2 separate regions of the Sus scrofa genome follow, and region 1 is linked to region 2. The links are chromatin contacts, called in public Hi-C maps. All regions are on one chromosome and are shown on one strand. The core of a region is the stretch at or near the end of the contact, and the rest is flanking DNA. Distances in the headings are between cores, read along the strand shown.

Region 1 (5,649 bases), core at 2,601-5,100, 1.1 Mb before region 2:
AATCTGAAAAATACATAAAAGTGCAGAAAGCACTGGAATCTGTCACTCAGCTGTATTACCATTGTTTGAAGCTTTCCTTTTTTCTCTTTTCTATGAATGTGAAGAATCATTGTGTATGATTATCTATATTACAAATAATAATTCAGAATTCTACTTTTCCCTTTTACCATTGATGTACCAATATTCACCCATGTTATTGAATAGTCTTTGACTCTGCTAGGAATGATTAAGGTTTTAATTGGTTACTTATAGTTATTTTACCTTTGGCATGGCTAGATATTTGGTTTCTAAGACCACATTGCATAAAGGATCCCTTTCCCCTTTGTTTATTGAAAATAAAATTATCTCTATTTCATCTGCAGGCAAGGGATGTTTGAAGGGAATTAGGATGGGTATGTTTTATATTACAAAACATGTAGTCATATATCTGGAATTTTTTATTCTTTTTCTTATTTATATTCAGTACATTGTATATTTTTCCTAGTGGACACAAATTATAGAAGTAATTAAATTTCATAAGAGAGGTGATTCCTCCAAATCTAGAGGGTTCAGCTCGAGCTGGTGTTGAATGCAAATGCGACATGTTACCAGAGCTCAAACCATCCTTGCTACCCTTGTGCATAACTTCACATGGTACCTGACCTGGAACAGTAATCACTGAAGATGAGGAGAGTTAGGATTGAAAAGGGTAGAGTGACATGTTCATCAAGCAAGTGATCAGAGGCAGCACAGAGGTGTTGGGGTGTACAGGCCAGTCAGTTCCTTGTTAAGCAAGGCTTGAAGTCAAGGGCAAAGGTAAGGGTAAGAGGGAAGGACTTCTGCTTTTACAGGGAGCACCTTCAGGTTCAACTGGCTTCATTTGCTATACTTCTGCCAATTAGGTGAAGGGTTGCTCTAAGGAACCCACACTGACATGTGCCACCCCATCTTTCTAGGTGTGGAAGATGTCCCAGATCGTAGTCAAGTAGGCATCAAAAGACACACAGCCCAGTCAAGAGGACTCTGAACATGAAGGAGACACAGAAGAGGGCAGACATGGAGAGGTCAGAACCAGGGGATGGCTTGCCCCCAGCTGGGATGGCTGGGGCACTGAGGGGGATGGGGACAGTAAGGGCTGCCCCTGGCTATCTGTGCAGGTGACCCTCAGTGCTCAGAGCACATTGACCAACCCCGCCCCCTCCAATTATGGCCAAGCCTAAGAGTCTGCTGGTCATCTGGGAGCAGGTTTCCCTGCTTGCCCACTGTCTAAGTCATGTCAGCTCACTGTGTATCTCATGCCTCTCAGTTCTTTGCCAGTTAGTTTCTGAGTTAAGTCACTCCACTCCTGATACCAAGGTCTGTATTAGTTTCCTATGGCTGCTGTAACAAAGTATCACAAGCTGGGTGCTTAAACAATAGAAACACATTTCTTTTTTGATTTTTTTGCTTTTTGTAGCACATATGGAATTTCCCAGGCTAGGGGTTGAACTGGAGCTACAGCTGCAGGGCTACACCACAGCTCACAGCAATGCCAGATCCTTTAGCCCACTGAGCAAGGCCAGGGATCAAACCCGCATCCTCATGGATTCTAGTAGGGTTGTTTCAGTGAACCACGATGGGAACTCCTAGAAATGCATTCTTTACCACTTTTGGTGGTTGGAAGTTCAAGGTCAAAGTGTCAGCAGTGCTGGCTCTATGGAGTGCCATGAGGGAAGCTTCTGTACCAGGCGCTCTTCTTGGTTTGTAGCTGGTCATCTTCTCCTTTTCTCTCTTCACATCATCTTCCCTCTGAGTTTGCCTCTTTCTGTGTTCAAATATCTCCTTCTTTGAAGGACACAGTTGCATTGCATTGGGGCCCACCCTAGTGACCTCATTTAACATTATGACTCTGTAAAGACCCATCTCCAGATAAAGACACGTTCTGAGGTACTAAGGCCATGGAGCAAATGATAAGATGAAGATTGGTTTCATACTCTGTCTTTTTTTTCCAGACTCTCTCACTGCCGTCACTATGTCTTCTCCTGAAATGTACATAATATAGACACAGGCTTATTTCACTTATTGCACTTACAGAATAATTTAATGTTTCTTAGTCTTTGCTTATAAAATAAATGACATATCCTCTATTTTTCATTCACCAAAACCCCTCAGTAGGATAAACTCTAAGTTGAGTTGCTTTACTTGCATGGACCTTATAAGATCTGGCGGTTTGGGTTGGCGTCGTTCCTGCCTGGAAGAAAGGTACCAACTTTTCTTCCTTATAATTGTGCACAAACCTCTCTGGTGCTTAAAAGACAGAGTTTGAAGTATTTTTCCTTTCTTACAAAGGAAAGAAAATACGATGGTGTGCCATTTTATACATGCAATACGTTAGGACACAACTAAAGGTAAAAAGCAGCCTAGAATTTCCACATATTGATATTTCTTAGTGGTGGGAGGTAAGTCAAGGATGAAACATGCATGCACACACATGAACACACATGCACACGCATACACACAGAGAGATAGTTTCCTATTATTAGCACAGAAAATTTTTTGTATACTAATTATTGATGGACCTGAATCAGAGTATTATAGTTTTATATTTGCCTTTGGTTAGTTTGTGAGCATAATGCTTGAACTGATTAACATAAAGGATGGTATAAAATTAATTTCTATAACAATCAGAACAAGATTTATATAAAGTCACTTTAAAAGTACTATTTCTAGAGTTCCTGATGTGGTGCCATGGGCTAAGAATCCTACTGCAGTGGCTCTGGTTGCTGAAGAGACATGGTTCAATCCCCAGCCTGAATGGCACAGCCTTGGCTTGGATTCAATCCCTGGCCTGGAAACTTCCATATGCTGCGGCCGTGGACATTAAAAAAAAAAAAAAAAGCACTATTTCCTAATACTCAGTTTCTGGTTAAGAGGAAATGGGTGAACTTGTTATAAAAATCAAAGAAAGAAAACAATCTTGCAAGTATCTCAAATTTGGAATTATTGATATAGCATTTGCTTTTATTTTCTAGAACTTTTTGAAAATCATTGTCTTACCATTGGATAACAAATATTTTGGTCTTGCTTTGAGAGATGTTCTGTTTTGAATGTGGGATTTTGTTTTGTCGTTCATAAATAGAGATGACAGAAAGAAAGACATTTTCAAATATATTTACATATTTATACATTATGGAAAATTCTGATACAAATGTCATGCAAATTATTGAAAATTCTGTTTTTTATCTTTGTTTGCTGTATCCCTTCAAACTTAGCTTAGTGCCTGATACATTAGATATTTAATAATAATTATCAGATAAAACAATTGTAAATGAAGGACGCCTTGCTTTCTCTCCGTAGTCTGTATGTTGCCCTGTTTCACCCAACTGCCGCTAGATGTCTCTCGTATCCGTGCTAGATCTACATTAATACGCAGACGCGTTCCTGCCTGCAGATAATGCCTGAAGCTAAGGCTCGGAATCCTGTTGAAAGAAGGGCTCAGTTCTCCCTTTTTGCTGGGCACCAGTTCAAGTGCTCTAGACGACTTGTGTATACAGACGCGTCAGACAAAGCTGTGATGTTCGTGTAAAGTGGAAGAAGGAACAGAGGGCTATTCTCCTTGAGTCGGGCTTAGCTACCCTATCCTGGATGCTAGGAACATTTTCGAGTCAGCGAATTTTAAATTAGCCAAGCACAGACTTGAGTCACTGGTGTGAACACTCTCTCCCTTTCTCCCCTCACTTCCCCCCCCTCCCTCCTCCTCCTTCTCTCCCTCTCTTTCTTGCCCACAGGCCAACTTGCACACACAGCTTTGATGCACTTTCTGTGTCAACACACGAGCACTGGAGCCCTGACGGTGTTTAGGAGATAGTGCATTTGTGAACTGTTTATCTGTGATTCTTGGGGGCGGAATCATCTGTTGTTGAAGAGACAAACCTACTCTACTGGCACTGCTTTGTGGTCAAACTTAATCATCAGAGTAACTGAAAAGTAGATTAGCGTTCCCGGACTTCTGTAAGTCTTTCCCTTGGGGTGCAGACTAGTCAGACTAGAATGCCTTGCGGGGCCGGGGAACGCGCGAGGGTTGCGGCATGCAGGCTTCACTTAGACATACTAACATCCATGTAAAACAGGAACACTGAAAAGGAGTCTTCTGGATAAATGCATTTCTTTGAATAGCCGTATTCCCCACCTTCCAATATGAATGATACATTTCACTGTAAAAATTTGAAAAAAGGAGTATCATGAAAATAATATTCTTAGCGTTTAGAGACAAAATTACATCAGTTAATTTATAATTTACATCTCCTGTGCATTTATATTATATTATGAAATACTCCCTTATAATATCCCATATTATTCTCTTTAAAAACCCAATTTTCAACAGCAGCGTAGTAGCCCATCTTTTGCCCGTGCTTCACTTGTTTAATCATTTTCCTATTGGCAGAGATTGAGGTTGCTCCAAATTTACTTCAGAAATGATGCTGAAAGATATTTTTACATATGCATTTTCCACCTCTCTGATTGATTCTTTAAAATAAATATCTGTAATTGGATTAAAGGAGGACACATGTATTCTTTTTTTAAAGTTTTATTGAGGTATAAATAATTAGTTCACGTATTCTTGATATGGAAGCAAAATGCAAACGTCCTCAGAGAAGAACTCTCCATCCTTTTGGTTACATTTTTATTTGTTGTATCCTTTCAAATGATATTCCTTTTTGTTATAAACTCAGGGCCGATCAGGGATTCTGAAACTAGAATTGTGTCTAAATTTGGAAAGTATTTCTCAGGCAGCATCGCTTCACAGAAGACAACATTAGGGTAGGAAACTCAGATTGTTCTGTTTTGCAAATAAGCTGTTTTTCTCCTTGCCTTACACAGTATTTCCTGAAAGCTTAACTCTAGTTTCTGTCAGAAAAGATTGCTGTTTTAACACGGCTGCTTGGGTTCAATTACCCAGCTTCATAGCGTTTAGAGGGTCTTTTTGTCACTAGGAGAGAATCGTGAGCAGCTACCTGTACACTATTGTTATTATTATTATAGCCAAACTCAAGGCACTTGGAAATTCCTGGGCCAGGATCAAACACACACCACAGCAGTGACCTGAGCTGAATGAGCTGCTGCAGTGACTATAACGGATCCTTAGCCTGCTTTGCCGCAAGGGAACTCTCACCGGTGCATTATCAAGGATGCCCATCACTCAAAGAAACCCTTTGTTCCAAACGTGGTGGGCTTAATGTAGAGACATTAAGATCCAGAAGACGTAGAAGATGTAGAAGATGACATTAAGATGTAGAAGCTGTTGAGACGCCAAGGTTTGTCTCCATTTGGAATTTGGAATCTAAAGGGCAGCTTTTTCGCATGGTTCTTGTAACACTCCACATTCTTTCACCAGATATTCCCTTTTCAAAAAAATCCAAATGTGGGGCTTGAAATGTGACAATTACTATTGAGAAAAGCTTCTTTAATTTTTTTTTAAAAGCTTGATGTGAATTAAAAGGCTACTAATTTTTAAAGCCTTTTTGAAATAAAAATAAATTCATTTCTAAAAGTCAGCTTTTGGTATACAAGAACACTTCTTAATGTTTTTCAAATGGCATTCCTTTTTAAAAAATTAAATTAGATTAAACATGTATTTCCTTTCTAAAATCTGGAATGTTCTGTTTTAGTATTTGGGTGAAAGGCAGAAAG
Region 2 (6,190 bases), core at 901-3,400:
AATAGGAAGAAACCGGCTTTTTTTTACCCCTTGGAAGAGCGTCTGGTATGATCAAGACTTCTTCAAAATAGGAAAATACTAACCTAGAGTATAATAAATCCTCTCTTTTAAAAAAATTCAAAACCTAGAGGACTGTGTTGATACTGAGTTAAGAGTTCCAAGGGCCAATACCTTCCCAAAGAAACGAGAAGTTTCTTGAATTAATGGATGAGAACCAATCTTCAACATCAGAGGGCTAAAGGAAGGTAATTGCCCTCGATATTTATTTTCAATTTGGAAGATCCAAAGCAAGAAGACTTTGAAGCAGTCAAGAACTGATTAGAATTCTAGGCTTGGTGCCAAGGGGATAAATTGTCTGGTGACTTTTTGCAGAGTTATTGACTCCCTTTGCATCTGAGGCCCAGAGCCCAGCAGGGTATAAAAGCTTCAAAAAGCGCTCAGAAAAGGGCGTCATGCCCAGCACTGACAAGATGCAGAGTGCCAGGTCTGCGGGACTGTCCCCCATCATAACCCAGTCACCCCAGGGGGCTGCTGGCAGCTCAGTCCGCTCGAAGACCCATGACTGGCTTCGCCCATGAGGAGTTGCCATCTCTGCATATTTTGAAGGCTGTCTGGTCTCTCGTGGTTTACGGCTCTGGGCTGGTATGTCTGGGGATTTCTTGCTCTAGATAACATGTTTTAAATAAGTAAAAAAGCTCCAACACACACACACGTACACGCACACGAAATGTGTGTCCCCAAGCTGAACTCTCTTCAATTAACTTGTATGTATGTATGTATTTTTGCTTTTTTAGGGCTGCACCTGTGGCACATGGAAGTTCCCAGGCTAGGGGTCGAATCAGAGCCAGACACAGATCCCAGCCACATCTGCAACCAATACCACAACTTGCAGCAACACCGGATCCTTAACCCACTGAGTGAGGCCAGGGATTGAGCCCACATCCTCCTGGATACTAGTTGGGTTTGTAACACACCCCCCCCCCGCCGCAGTGGGTCTTGACTGCTCCTTTGTGACCATCTCTGAGCTTCCCTGGCCATAAACTCCTTCTCCAGCCCCACCTCACCTTCCTGAGCTCTGGGGGACGCAGAGGAGAGGAGCCCCAGCCAGCCAGTCCCGCCCCAGTCACCGTCCCCACTGACCCCCACCTCGAGGTCCCTTCCACTGGCAGCGATTCAGTCAGCTGGACCAGTGTGCCCATTCTCAGCTGCTCTCCGACTGTTGCAAAGTGTGCTGACTGGGACCCACCCCTCCACGCCCTAGGGAACCACTGCAGGCCATTCCCAGCCCACTCCCTGTGACACCAGACCAGACTGAATGTTGAAAATTATGAGAATCTACAAATTGAATGGGGAGTTTCTATTGTGGCTCAGTAGGTTATGAACCCCACTAGTATCCGCAAGGATGCGGGCTTGATCCCTGGCCTTGCTCAGTGGGTTAAGGATCTGGCATTGCCACAAGCTATGGTGTAGGTTGCAGATGCAGCTGGGGCCTGGCACTGTTGTGGCTGTAGTGTAGGCTGGCAGCTGCAGCTCTGATTCGACCCCTAGCCTGGGAGCTTCCATAGACCACAGATGAGGCCCTGAAAAGAAAGAAAGAAAGAAAGAAAGAAAGAAAGAAAGAAAGAAAGAAAGAAAGAAAGAAAGAAAGAAAGAAACATTGGAAGGAAAGAGCAATCCAGGTTGCCTCACAATGGAGCAACAGCCACTAGAGCTGGGTGTCACCCTGACTTTGAATGGCCGAGGGGCTACAGGTCAAAAAAAGGCAGTTCCCGGCATGGCCAATGACTCTGTCCAAGAATAGGCCTTTCCAACAGATGCCCAGCGTGACCCAAAAGCTCTCCTGAAAAGTCCAGTCTTACGACAACAGAGCTGCCCGTCACCGAGCAGATTGCCCAAAACCACGGGGGGCTGGGAGGGGGTGTGTGTGTGTTTGTGTGGAAATCCAGTAACTCAACCCCAGTGACCCCACCCTGTCTGCCGTTACTCGGAGCTGGCTGGCCAAGGTCCAGGGAGCAGACCCAGTCAGACTAACGTCTATCCAAATTTAATTCTCAATTGAAAATGGAAACAAGGCAGGCCAAGACAAACCCAGGGCCTGACTTAGCAGCAGCAACTGCCAAGGCAAAGCCCTTGTCGCACGGGGGCCAAAGGTCGGCCTCCACCCACCACCTTTCGTATAGAAATTCCCCTGCTGCATAACCACTCCGTGACACTCTGACTATGGATGTCCTCATTTTATAGGTGAGGAAAACGAGGCATGAGAAGTCGGGTGATTGACTTGAGCTCTCATGGTAGCTGGCAGGGCATGGCTGAGCCTGGCAGTCTGGCTCCAGACCAGCCTTCCAGGGAGGGGACCACCCCCCCTCAGCCTTGGCCCCTCACCCACCCTGGCACCCTCCCCAGCTGCAGACCCCAGGGTGGGAGAGTGGGGATTTGGCACCAGAGAGGCTCCAGGCCCCCCTCGGAGACTGACAGGGTGTCTGGTTGCAGCCCTCAGTCCTAGGGTGAGGCCTCTGTCCAAACATCCAGTGTCTGAAGCCTGGCAGGGGGTGGGGTGCGGGGGGAATCTTCTCTTCCTGCCTCAGGTTCCCTTCCAAGGGGGAGGCTCATGCCCTCATTGCAGTCCCCCCCCCCCACCCCTAAACACCAGAGGTCTCAGGGGACAAGTCAGCTTGGAGCTTCTGGGCCGTGGTGCCTGCGTGGGGAGCTTGAGACCTTTGAACATTTATTTCGTCCTCTGGAAGCTGGCCATTATGAGGCCGGGTGCCTGTGTGGAATTTTAAAATGATTTAGAATGATTAGAAAAAAATACTTCATAAGAACAAATTATGCTCTCTCCTGCGGGATTTACCAGCCTGTCTAGAGAGTATCTCTCTATCCATCTATCCTTCTGACTAGCCATCTGCACACTCACAGCCTCAGACAGTCAAGCTACCATATGGACTTTTTTTTTTTTTTTTTTTTTTTTTGCTTTTTAGGGTCGCACCCACTCCCTGTGGAAGTTCCCAGGCTAGGAGTCAAATCAGAACTGCAGCTGCTGGCCTACACCACAGCCACAACACGGGATCCCAAGCCATGACCTACACCACAGCTCACAGCTCAGTGGTGATCCTTAACCCACGGAGCAAGGCCAGGGATTGAACCTGCATCCTCATGGATACTAGTCAGGTTCATAACCCACTGAGCCACAACGGGAAATTTGTATGTGGACTTTTGATTATAGCTCTCAGTAACACCTGGGTCAGAGGCCAGTTTCTGAAAATCTCCAGCTATATGAACTTGGATACGGTCCTTAAACATCTCTGTGCCTCTTTTGGGGAGGGGGGTTGCATCTGTAAAATGGTAAGCAAGCATAAGAGTGCTTCTCTGGTGTTCCCATGGGATCTCAGCAGTTAACGAACCCGACTAGCATCCATGAAGATGCCTCTCTCAGTGAGTTAAGGATCTGGCACTGTTGTGAGCTGTGGTGCAGGTCGAAGATGCAGCTCGGATCTGATATGCTGTGGCTGTGGTGTAGGCCAGAGGCTACAGCTCCCATTGGACCCCTAGCCTGGGAACCTCCATAGGCTGCCCTAAAAGGATAAAAAGACCAAAAAAAAAAAGAAAAAAAAAGTGCTTCTCTGACTGGGTGACTGCAGGAAGCACATTAGCAAATCTAGGTAAGAGGTCAGTGTGGCATCTTGGAGTTTGCTAAGTCACCATGAATGGAAGGGAAGGTACTCTGGGCTGCAGCAGGAGCCTGGCTTTCCTGGACCTAAAAGAGGAAGCAGACTTTCCCACTGTGGCCACAGCCATGAGTGTGCTCAGACTTCAGAAGAGGCTTGCCTCCAGTGTCCTCCGCTGTGGCAAAAAGAAAGTCTGGTTGGATCCTGATGAGACTAGAGAAATTGCCAACGCCAAATCCCGTCAGCAGATCTGGAAGCTGATCAAAGATGGGCTGAGCATCCAGAAGCCTGGGACTGTCCATTCCCGGGCTCGATGCCAGAAAAACACCCTGGCCCACCGGAAGGGCAGGCATATATGGGCATCGGTAAGCGGAAGGGTACTGCCAGTGCAGGAATGCCCAAGAAGGTAACTTGGTTGCAGTTGATGAAAATTCTGCGCCGGCTGATACCATGAGTCTAAGAGGATTGACCTGCGCGTGTATCACAGTCTGTACCTGAACGTGATGGAAACGTGTTCAAAAACAAGCGGATTCTCATGGAGCACACCCACCAGCTGAAGGCGGACAAGGCTCGCAAGAAGCTTCTGGCGGACCAGCCTGAGGCCCGCAGGTCTAAGACCAAGGAAGCTCGCAAGCGCCGTCAAGAGCGGCTCCAGGCCAAGAAGGAGGAAGTCATAGACTCTGTCCAAGGAGGAGGAAGCGACCAAGAAATAAAGTTCTCCCCCTCTTCTCTGTACATAGTGGCCTTAGCAGTTACATAGATTCAATAAAAACGAGCCTGGGAAATTCGAAAAAAAAAAAAAAAGAGAGGAAGCAGTGAACCTGAGATCTTTCATTTATTAATTTAATTTAATTTAATTTAATTTTTTTTCTTTTTTAGGGCCACACCTGCAGCACATGCAAGTTCCCAGGCTAGGGGTCGCATTGGAGACGCAGCTGCCAGCCTCCGCCACAGGCACAGCAACGGGGGATCCACGCCAAGTCTCCGACCTACACCACAGCTCATGGCAACACTGGCTTCTTAACCTACTGAGCAAGGCCAGGGGTTGAACCCGCCTTCCATGGATCCTAGTTGGGTTCATAACCTGCTGAGCCACAGCAGGAACTCCCCCAAGAGCTTTTAAAGCTGTGCTTTTGTGTAGAGACTTGGCCTGTGCCAGCTGACCCAAGCTCATTTTTACCATTTTTCCTGTAGGGAGGTAAAGCCCAGAGAAAAATTGGATTTGGTTAACCAAGAGAAACCGAACCGAGGTTGAGACGAAGTTCTGCAGATTAATTTAAGCCCACAACAGAGCAGGGGGCGGGTGCCAGGCGGAGGACCAGAGTCCTGAGCCATAAATCACCCTCAGCAGGTCGGCCTGCTGTGTGACCTGACACAGAAGGAAGGCGCCCTTGCTGGACCCCAGGACTGTTACTGAAACTGAACAGGGCCCCGAGGGTCTCCTGGGCACACAGGCCTTTCTGTGTCCCTCATTTCTTGTTTTTAGGGAATAAACTTCAGCCTCCATGACCTTCCCTAAGTTCCAAAGGGCAGGTTCAAGCTGTTGCTTATCAGGGAAGGTCTCTCTTGCAGATATCAGGGAGGAGCGGTCAAGAGACAATAGCGCAGCCTTGGGGCAGGTCCTGGTCCCTCCTCAAGGAATACAGATAACAATGTCTTTGAGGTCTTCTTGGCACAACTAAGACCCCCAACAAATGGAAGATGTTAATGAAGCACCAGGCCACTGAACTCCAGCAAACAATGCAAGCTTTACCCTGAGCCTTATCTTTGGCCTTATTTTTCCCTCCCCAAACTATAAAACCAGCTCCCAATCTCTCCTAAGGGGAGGGTGGGAGAGGACAGTCTTTAAGGCATCAGTCTGCTGTGACCCTCCTTTGCCTGGCAAAGCAATAAAGCAATTTTTTTTTTTTTTTTGGTCTTTTTAGGGCCACACCCATGGCATATGGAGGTTCCCAGACTAGGGGTCGAATCAGAGCTCCAGCTGCCAGCCTACACCACAGCCACACAACACCAGATCTGGGCCACATCTGCAACCTATACCACAGCTCAGGGCAACGCCGGATCCTCAACCCACTGAACGAGGCCAGGGATTGAACCCACAACCTCGTGGTTCCTAGGTGGATTTGTTTCTGCTGCAACACAAAAGGAACTCCAATAAAGCTATTTTTTCTCCTTCACCCAAAACTCTTGTCCCGGTGTTTCTGTTCGGCACCAGTGGGCAGAGACTGAGTTCTGGCAACTCCTCTGGTTTCCTCTGAGTCTCCGTGTAGAATCCTCCCTTGCCTTTTCCTATCATCTGGAACCAATTGGCACTCTTTGGCGTCCCTTGGCTTGTGGTGGCACTGTCACTGAGAAGGCCCTACAGGAGCCTGGAGTTGGGGGGGAGGACCCTCCCCCACATCCTGCTTTAGCTCCTCTCTGATAACAGTATCTGATGAGCATTTCCTGAGTTGTTTTGCCGATGCGAAAATCCCCCCCTTAAAAGGAAGATGTTAACTCCTTGATGACCAGGAGCATAGAGCCCC

What was found. A called contact is a pair of places that touch in the nucleus more often than the background predicts.
Region 1: a contact with region 2 is called in a Hi-C map of alveolar macrophages, with 5 times the contacts expected there. The contact joins two enhancer-like sites. A contact is called at or near these places in 13 of 47 Hi-C or Micro-C datasets (alveolar macrophages, blood, brain and 9 more) and 1 of 2 datasets of contacts at active chromatin or transcription factors (alveolar macrophages).

The regions. Positions count from the first base shown.
Region 1 is chr13:199,471,167-199,476,815 of Sscrofa11.1, reverse strand. No RefSeq gene overlaps it. Among named protein-coding and RNA genes, the nearest start is that of SETD4, 120 kb to the left of the region's middle. Within about 2 kb of position 3,850, at least 17 of the 83 cell types and tissues checked have an H3K27ac peak or open chromatin away from gene starts, as enhancers often do. A contact at or near this core is called in alveolar macrophages, retroperitoneal adipose tissue and subcutaneous adipose tissue, where this site is marked.
Region 2 is chr13:198,332,936-198,339,125 of Sscrofa11.1, reverse strand. It overlaps the pseudogene LOC100623408. Among named protein-coding and RNA genes, the nearest start is that of CLIC6, 85 kb to the right of the region's middle. Within about 2 kb of position 2,150, at least 9 of the 83 cell types and tissues checked have an H3K27ac peak or open chromatin away from gene starts, as enhancers often do. A contact at or near this core is called in alveolar macrophages, retroperitoneal adipose tissue and subcutaneous adipose tissue, where this site is marked.